2 separate regions of the Mus musculus genome follow, and region 2 is linked to region 1. A link is a contact called in public capture Hi-C data. All regions are on one chromosome and are shown on one strand. Each heading gives the region's core, a stretch centred on a gene start, on an enhancer-like site or on the middle of the called end of the contact. The rest is flanking DNA. Distances are from core to core; before and after follow the strand shown. Region 1 holds the start of Panx2 (pannexin 2). Region 2 holds the start of Sco2 (SCO2 cytochrome c oxidase assembly protein).

Region 1 (4,324 bases), core at 730-3,229:
AAAAAGATACATTAATTCAATTAATCAGGACTATGTTCATTTAGCAAGATAATAGTAATGGGTTATCCCATAGAGCCCGTGACCCATCTAGCCATAGATTCTTGGCCCAGCAATGTGGGATCACCTTGTGAAGTAGGACTTAAGTCAATCACAAATGGTTGGCTGCTCCCATGATGTTTATGGCACTATTGCTTCGGTGGGATACTAGAGCGGTTGTCGTCACAGACTGCAGGATTCACAGCTTGGTAAGACTGTGTGAAAGGTAGCCAGGAGCACTGCAGCTTCCAGGTCAGTACTTGCTTAGTTTCTCCATGTCCCATGACTCCAGTATGCGGTATAGTCAGCAACAGAGTCTCACTATCAAGTTCGAGGGCAGCCAAGAACAGTGGTAGTAGCCTGTAATATTGGGACCTAGGGAAATTCAGTGGCCAACGACTAAACAACCAGTTCCTGGTACTGGGCTTTTTATTTATTAGCCTCTGGTGTCTAGCAGGGGCATTGTTGCCTCATTACTGGGCAACTCTATTTAAACGTTTATTTTTGTCTTTATTATTGATTTATGTATATGGGTATTGCACCTGCATGTATGTCTGTACCTCAAGAGCGCAGTGCCTGCAGGGGCCAGAAGGATCCAAGCAGACTGTTGCAAGTGACCAGAGGTATTGGGAAAAAGTCCATGGAACTGGGTTCAATTACCAGCATCCATATAGTGGCTTATAATACCTGTAACCCCAGCCCTGGGGAGTTCTAGCCTCCATGGCCACTGCATGCTGGTGGTACACCCATATATAGTTTTTTAAAAGAATATAACTCTCCACCCAGAGTGGATGGATAGAGCCTTTGAAGAGGCATGCACAAATAGATAACAAAGGAGACAACATTTGCGGGTGGGGTGCGGGGGGGTAAGGGAGACCTGCAGGTCAGAGAAAACCAACCTGCTGAGAAGGGGTCAGTGTGCGAAAGCTCTAGGAATCCAAAGGAAAACAAAAAATATAGGGTTCTGAAGGTGGGATGATGGAGTGAACAGCATAACCCTTCTGAGAGGCCAGGGAGGGTGCAGGAAGGACTGCCTTGGGAAGCCTGGGGTGAGGGCTTGCCAGCGCAGCCAGGAATCCTAGGCATGGGGAGTGAATGGCTGCTCACCACCCGCAGGGAGTAAGGTGAAGAAGGTAATGTCTGTGGGAGCAAGAATGCACCAGGAGGAGTCAGGCCTCACGGGACAGCAGTCCCTCCAGGTTTTGCTTCGGTCGGAGGAGATGTTTCCAGATAGCTTATGGATACTGAAGGAAGTTACTACTCCAGACATACACAGGAAAGGCTATGATGGAGAGATACTGAGCCAAGGAATCTTGCAGGAGGCCACGGTCACAAAAGTTTGTGTACAGTAGCTCCTGGGAGGAGAGAACATGTGGGTAGCCCAGAGAGGTCAGGTGACAATCCTAGAAGCCCCCACACCCTGGCCCAGCTCCACGGATGCCGACAGTGGGTGAAGCAGTGAAGATGCTAGGTACAAGCATATCCGCACTGGCTGGCGTCCCATCACAGCGTGTAAAGGGGCGCCCCTGGGTCCGGGACATGGCTGCAGTGAAGAGGCATCCAGGAGCTTTGGAGAGGACGCCCCACGGCATTTTTGTGCAGGCACTAACCTGGGAAAGAGGGTTCGGGCTTCCTTGCCCTTGCCTGCAACAGCTCACACGGCAGCCTCTGCGCCTGTGTGAAGACCAGGTCCGAGTGAGGAGCAAGAGAGCTGAGGTGTAGAACTAGAACCCTTTGGCTACCAGACACGATCTAACCCCAGAGCGGGCGATCCGCCTCTTTCTGTGCACAGGGCTATGGGGGACCAGGGCTTGGCCCAACCCTGATGCAAGGGGATGGTCAATATGAACTCGGTTCGTTTCATTTAAAAAAAAAAATTTTTTTTTTCTGCAAGTCATCGCCAACGCCGCAGCTACGTGGAGGGTGGGGGGGCTGGGGGCGGAGCCACGCCGCGGAGTTGCCGCAGGTAAACAGCCCCCCTCCCCGGCGGGAGCGGGCCGCGCGGCCCAGGCAGGAGAGCCGCCGCCGCCCCCGGGAGGGACGCAGGGCGCGGGCCGGCTACAGCGCACGGCGGGGGCGGCGGCGGCCCGGCGCCCTGGCAGCTCGACCCCTCTCGCGGGGCGGCAGACCCCCGAGCCCCGCCGCATCCCCGCTGACATCCCTCTTCCAGCGCTCCGCGCCCCCCCCCCCCACCGTGACCTCGGTCTCCGTCGCCCCCCGCCGCCCTCTCTGGCGCGCGGCCCCGCCCGCGCCCCCCGCCCGTACCCCGCCGGGCCGCGCCCCCGCCCCCCATGCACCACCTCCTGGAGCAGTCGGCGGACATGGCGACCGCGCTGCTGGCGGGCGAGAAGCTGAGGGAGCTGATCCTGCCTGGCTCGCAGGACGACAAGGCGGGCGCGCTGGCCGCGCTGCTGCTGCAGCTCAAGCTGGAACTGCCGTTCGACCGCGTGGTCACCATCGGCACCGTGCTGGTACCCATCCTGCTGGTCACCCTGGTCTTCACCAAGAACTTCGCAGGTGAGGCAGGGCGCGCGTCCGCAGGTGTTTAGCGCCCAGCGCTCCGAGCGCGCTGGCTCTCAGCGCCAGGCAGCCAGCGCCAGCTAGACCGCACCCACCTGGCCAGCCGCTGAGCCATTGCCCGCAGGTCTCATCACAGACCTTGGGCACCACCTCAGTCTGGCATGAGGGGTTGAGACAGGGCCGCCTGAGACATCTCCTCTGTTTTATTGTTGTTTGGCCTTCCATTCCTTCAGCCTCAAGCCGTGAGGAGAGTAGGCCTGTCCTACACTTGCTGGCCCCCGGGATGAATGGGATGTGGGGTCTGAGTTGTAGCATGTCACGTCACGGGTGGTGGGGGTAGGGAGGGCTGAGGCTTGGAGGAATAGCCAGATGAGGACCAGAGAAGGATGAGTGTTGAGGGCATTGCTCAGGGATAAGTGAAAAAAATCCCATGATGCTGCATGGGGTTCTTGGGGCTGACAGTGTAGGAAAAGTGAGGGTACTCCCGAGGAACTCTGAAACATCCCTTTCCAAAGCTCTTCTATAGAGGAGGCCAGACAGAGGCTGGCCCCGGAGGGCATCAAGCAATAATGGCCCAAGAAGCCACCCTTGACTGGCAAAGGCAGTGTAGGTAGAGGGTAGGGCAGGTCACTGAAGAGTGAGCAGGTTAAGGAGCTGACGTGTTAGGTGAGTAGAACTGGGCCTGCTCTATGAGGGAGCCTGTGGGTGCGCCTGCGGTTGTACACAGGAGAGTACACATGTAGAGTGGGCCCTGCCTAAGGTGACAGGCTGAGGCACTAGGGAGCTGGCTTCTGGTGACACACCGAGATGGGGAATAGCATCCCCACTGGAGCCGAGCTGAGGCAGACTCAGGTATCCATAGCCACAAATCAAATTGGTGGCCAGAGATGCCAGCTTCATAGCAGGAAGAAGACTGTCGGGGCTCCAGAGTTCCTCTGGAGGTGCAGGTCGCTCTGCCCTCTGCAGCTACTGGGCAACGAGAACAGGTATTTCGATACCCGCTTCTTCACCACCATCCACAGGTGCCTCCCCTTACAGGAAACTCCAGGACCTAGTGATGTCCAACCTGAGCTGAGGGCAGGCATCCTTCAGACTATTTAAGGCCACGCCAAAGGTGGAGGAAGTTCTCCTGGTCTCCATCCTTGAACACCAGAGTCCCTGACACTCAGGCACACCCAGGTGTGTGTATAAAGGGGGCCTTTGGCCATGTTGATCACAGTACCAGCAACGGGGTGGCTGCCTTACAACCGACGTGTACCTTACAGTTCCAGGAGCCAGAAGTCCAAACTCCAGGTATAGGGAGGGCTGAGTTCTCTCCAAAGCCCTTTCTTCCTGATGAGTGGTACCTATAGACTTTCCCTGGTATTCCTTGGTGGTATAGCTGTATACCACCCAAGCTCTGTGTCTGTCCTCTGTTGGGAATTTCCCCATGGTAGGGATTATTCTACTCCACTCCCGTTTCAGTTCATTTACAAAGGCTGTTTCTGTCAGTCCTTAGTACAGGGCCAGGACAACAGCAGATACTTGGGGGAACACAGCTCTATCTATGACAGACATCGTAGGGCAGCTTCAGATGTGGGTGGGCTGGGCCATCTTTGGTGATTCCTTGATAGGATCCCTACACCCAGACCCTGCCAGCCCAGCTTGTCACCTGTGGGACCTCCAGACACCCTGCATCCAACTGGGCCTGGAACCAACAAGATGTCCCCCAAGTTAGCCCCGATCCTGGACCTGCTGCTTCAAACCCCCTGTGCTTGCTTGCTTGCTT
Region 2 (4,324 bases), core at 858-3,357, 310 kb after region 1:
AGGGTTGAGCAGATAGATGGCAATGGAGTGGTCCACAATGTAGTCCTGGTCCTCATCCTTAGGCCCAGCGCTGTAGTATACGCGGTAGTTGCGACTAGCATGGGCCACCTGTTCTGTAGAACCGGTCAGACCTAACAGTCTTGGGTGGAATTCTTGCACATAGCGGGCCATGGCTGCCACGTCATCTCGTTCTGGGTCCACAGTGATGAAGACAGGCTGCACCAGGGGCAGGTCAGGCTCCGCCTCTAGCTTCCGCACCACCTGCACTAGCTTTTCCAGCTCATCGGGGCAAATATCAGGGCAGTGAGTAAAACCGAAGTACATCAGCACCCACTGGCCTCGGAAGTCGGCTTTGCATCGAGGCTGGCCTTTGTGGTCTAGTAGGCTGAAGTCACCCTGGCCCACAGCAGCCTGGCGCAGGGCCTCTGTACGCTGCTGTTGGCGCCACTGTTCCTTCTCAGCCCTCGCGGCCAGCCAGGCCCAGCCTAGCCCAGCCCCAAACAGGGCTGTGATCAGCAGTCTAGTTCTTAGCCCAGGGCCTTGGCGCTGGCCCTGCCCTGCCCAGTGTCGGGAATTTCTATGCAGAGTTTCACCTCCTGAGATCCTGAGGAGGGGTTTGAACTGAGAGAGCTTGGGCCAAGCTTTGGGCCCTAGAGCCAGTAGCATCGTGGACCTGAAGCTCCTGGAAAAGAACAAAGGTGGCAAAAGTCAGAAAAGAATGGACAAGATGTCTAGGCCTCCGCTGCTGGACAAGCATCTGCCCCACATTCAAGCAGGTTATCTAGCTGCCTGCACCGGCTCGTCTCAACTCAGAACTGCTCTGCCGTAAGCTGCATGCAGTCCAGGCAACACCAAAAGTCCATAGCTGGTTTGCTCTAACCTACGTCTTTAACCAGGGAGTCTCAGCCTCATGACCCCAACCTCTGGAGAACCCACGCCACAACTGCCAAGCCTCCCTGTGGATTCTTGGAAGCACCGCGAATATGCTTTGCCTGGGCACTGGGATGCATGTGTCTATTTACAATAAATTGTTCTTTATAGGGAGGCTGTTGATCCTCTGGCTGACCACCTTTAAGAGGTGATCCTTTCTAGCTTTAGGGTCACTTCAGGGTAATCTGGGGCTCAGCAGAAAACAAGTGCCTCCAGCTTGTTTTCTGTAATGTAACACAGCTCAGCCCACTGTGCCTTGAACTGTCTGACCTTCACCTTCCTGGGCAGGCAGACTCCTCTGCACTTAACTGGATGCCGTACCCTGCCCCTCTGCAGTCCCTCAGCCCTGCCATCTCCCTTCATCCTCCCCCCCCCCCCTCTCCCCAGGGAAGGTTGTTACAACTAGCATTTAGAGCCACTGGCATCCAGCCTACTGGGCTCCCCCAGTATGTTGCCCCCGTGTGGCTACAACCTGGATCTCTTATGAGATGGAGGATACGTCCAGGGCACCATCAGCCCTGAGCTAGGACCAGTCCGAGAAGATGGGACTGGCAAATATTCCCAATATGTCCATTTTCTGGGCCTCAGAAGGTCTCTAGCTCATGTGATAAGCTAGATGAAGCAGTAGCAGCAGAGTATGAGGCCACATGTTAACAGCGTCCTCACCCAGTCCCACCCCTTGGGGGAGGACTTGCCCAACTGAACTCACCTGGCTGAGCTGGGTTCGAGACTTAGGGCTGTGCGATGGTCGGTGGGAGGACAAGTTCAGCGAAGGGTGAAGGGACCTTGAAGGGTGCTCGATCTGATAGCACGAGCGCCCCCTGGAGAGTGCGTCGCTGCTGACTGCTGAGCGCAGGGCCGTCTAGGTGCACGCGGAGCCAGGGTGTCCCTGCGCGAGCGACAGAGGCGGTTACCTAGGTCACAGCGGGCGACCGGAAGGGTTGTTTATGGATTCCAGACAGCGCTTACCTCGGGACAAACACTGGCCCACGTCGACCAGTACCTCGGCACCCACTCCCGGTCTGATCGGCTGCCCCGCTCGGCTGCGTCCGGCTCCGAGGTCGTGCAGCACACGGGCCAGCGGCAGCGCTCGGACGCACTCAACAATGCCTAAGGGAGAGGGTGGACACTGAGAACCTACTGGAGGCACGTGCCAGGACCAGGAAAGATCGGGAGAGGAAGTGGGTGGGATCTGGTGCCGTTGATATCCGGTCTCACCGTCTGCCGGTGCGAGCAGCTCCTCTTGCTCTCGGGCGTGAGGCAGCAGCTGCCGGCGTTGCGTGGGGCTCCCGGAGCACAATGCTTTAGCTAGGCCGGGGTCCACGCCCTGCGCCGAAAGCATCAGCTGGAAGCGGCGCCGCGCGGAGCCGTCATCCAACGCCGCGGCCACTCGGGCGGCGCCTTGGTCTTGTGTTTCCGCCTGTCCGCTAATCCAAAGAATGGCGCCTCCTGCTGGCGGGCGGGGTGGAGCTCAGAAGCTGCAGGGATTGAGAGCTCCTGGCATACAAACTGGTGGTCTTAACTCCAGCCCTCTCACCTAGCCTAATGACCAGGTCCCGCAGATCCGGCGGCCCCGCACCATCCAGGCAAAGCAACGCTTCTTCCACCTCCAGGGTATGGCCCACGCTGCGGCCCAGAGGGTTATCCATGGCGGTCAGGGCTGCGGCGACCTTCAGCCCCAGGCTCACTCCCACTCTAACCTGGGGAGGCATTATTCAGTATCCGGCATTATCAAATCCCATACCTGCTGTCCCTGGGTTAAGGTGTCAGTAAAGGCTTAGGTTAGAGATCAGAAACCAACACTGCCAGGCCTCAGAGGGGATGGGGGTGTTCTGGTTGGTTGCCCTAAGTGGCGGGGGTTCTGTGGAGGATTTCCCCAGGTCCGCAGTCAGGACAGCTTTGATTGGATAGGGTAGGAGGGCTGGAAAGAGGAATTGCCGTTTTATTCTTCCAGGACTGTTGAGTGGGCAGAGGCAGGGATAGGACGGAATGTGAGGCTCATGTCCCTTCATAGAAAGGGCACTGTGGCCTAGCACGGCTCACCAACATCTTTGCCAGTTCTCGGGCCTTCTCCTGGTCTGGGAAGACTGCAGCTCCCCCAAACTTAACATCTACCACCAGAGTGGACAGTCCCTCCACGGCCTTCTTACTGAGGATTGAAGCTGCGAAGACCAGAAACATCATCCCAGGGTATACTTGGGCACAGGAAGAGTTGCCTCTCTGAGAAAAGCGGCAGTGCCTAGCGGACTGTCTGTCAGTCAGGGTACCCCGTTTCAGGTCACCTGTAATGAGTGGGACACTGTCCACAGTGGCTGTCACATCTCGTGCAGCATACAGGATCCCATCAGCAGGAACCAGCTTTGCACTCTGGCCGACAATGCAGCAGCCGACTTCCTCAAGGATGTGCAGCATCTGCTCAGACACCTTCATTAACTTCTAGGGACGGACCCACCCACTGGCCCTGACCACTGACCCAACAGAAGTTCAAAACATGGCCAGCGAGAGTCAGTATGGTTCTGATGGCTAACCTACCAAGGATCCCGATTAGTTATGACAGACACATTAATGCGTACCAGCTAATCAGTGGCTTCTCCCTGTTCCCAAGTAACGATCCCGATCAAAGTTCTCTCGATGACTCCAGGCCTATTTACAACCAATGACCTTTTGAATAGTCAATGTTCTCTCTCATTAGTGACCCAGATAAATAACCTGTCCATTGATCATCCTGTGATTCGGGCCAGTGACTCCCTCAACCCAGATCATTGATCAGTTAGTGGCCCACCTGTACCTGCTCTGGGCTCTGGGTGACACCGAACCCAGGAATCGATTCCAGCTTATCCAGTGTGCCCCCTGTGTGTCCCAGACTGCGGCCGCTGATCATTGGCACCTGGTGGAGAGGGATGCTGACTGCCCCCACGCAGGCCCTTAACCTCATTTTACCTATCCTCTACTAAGAACCTATCCTATCCTCATATGAAATTACTTTTAAAAAAGCAGTTATATTTTAGAGTCTTTTTTTTTTTTTTTTTTTTTTTTTTTGGTTTTTCGAGACAGGGTTTCTCTGTGTAGGTCTGGCTGTCCTGGAACTCACTTTGTAGACCAGGCTGGCCTAGAACTCAGAAATCCGCCTGCCTCTGCCTCCCAAGTGCTAGGATTAAAGGCGTGCGCCACCACGCCCGGCTATTTTAGAGTCTTTTAAACAGTTAATGAGGGTGCCCAATTGGTGGAAAGGAAGATAAACTGTACTTGGTGGGAGCAGTTTGTCAGTAGGTCAGGAGTTGGCACACACTCATCTGGGGCCCAAGTCTGAAGGACAGGAAGAGGAAGGCCCCGCTCTTTCTTTGTGGGGCCTGCTAGCTCTTAAAGGGTCCTCTTGGGTACAGAGGCAACTCTA

What was found. Capture Hi-C pulls out chosen DNA fragments and counts their contacts.
Region 2: a contact with region 1 is called in a capture Hi-C map of macrophages, with 6 times the contacts expected there. The contact joins the promoter of Sco2 here to the promoter of Panx2 in region 1. A contact is called at or near these places in 4 of 39 promoter capture datasets (the C10 cell line, cranial neural crest and pre-B cells), 2 of 115 datasets of contacts at active chromatin or transcription factors (both in bone marrow-derived macrophages) and 4 of 9 other capture datasets (adipose tissue, liver, macrophages and 1 more).

What each region holds. Positions count from the first base shown.
Region 1 is chr15:89,057,747-89,062,070 of GRCm38.p6, forward strand. It overlaps Panx2 (pannexin 2), which reads left to right and starts at 1,980. Exons shown (of 3, transcript NM_001002005.2): 1 at 1,980-2,553. The coding sequence starts at 2,328.
Region 2 is chr15:89,371,784-89,376,107 of GRCm38.p6, forward strand. It overlaps Sco2 (SCO2 cytochrome c oxidase assembly protein), which reads right to left and starts at 2,108. Exons shown (of 3, transcript NM_001111288.2): 1 at 1,900-2,108; 2 at 1,640-1,819; 3 at 1-682. The coding sequence starts at 666. It overlaps Ncaph2 (non-SMC condensin II complex, subunit H2), which reads left to right. Exons shown (of 20, transcript NM_001115132.2): 20 at 1-1,067. It overlaps Tymp (thymidine phosphorylase), which reads right to left. Exons shown (of 11, transcript NM_138302.2): 4 at 3,719-3,817; 5 at 3,213-3,342; 6 at 2,974-3,092; 7 at 2,468-2,630; 8 at 2,149-2,379; 9 at 1,900-2,040; 10 at 1,640-1,819; 11 at 1-682. The coding sequence ends at 1,662.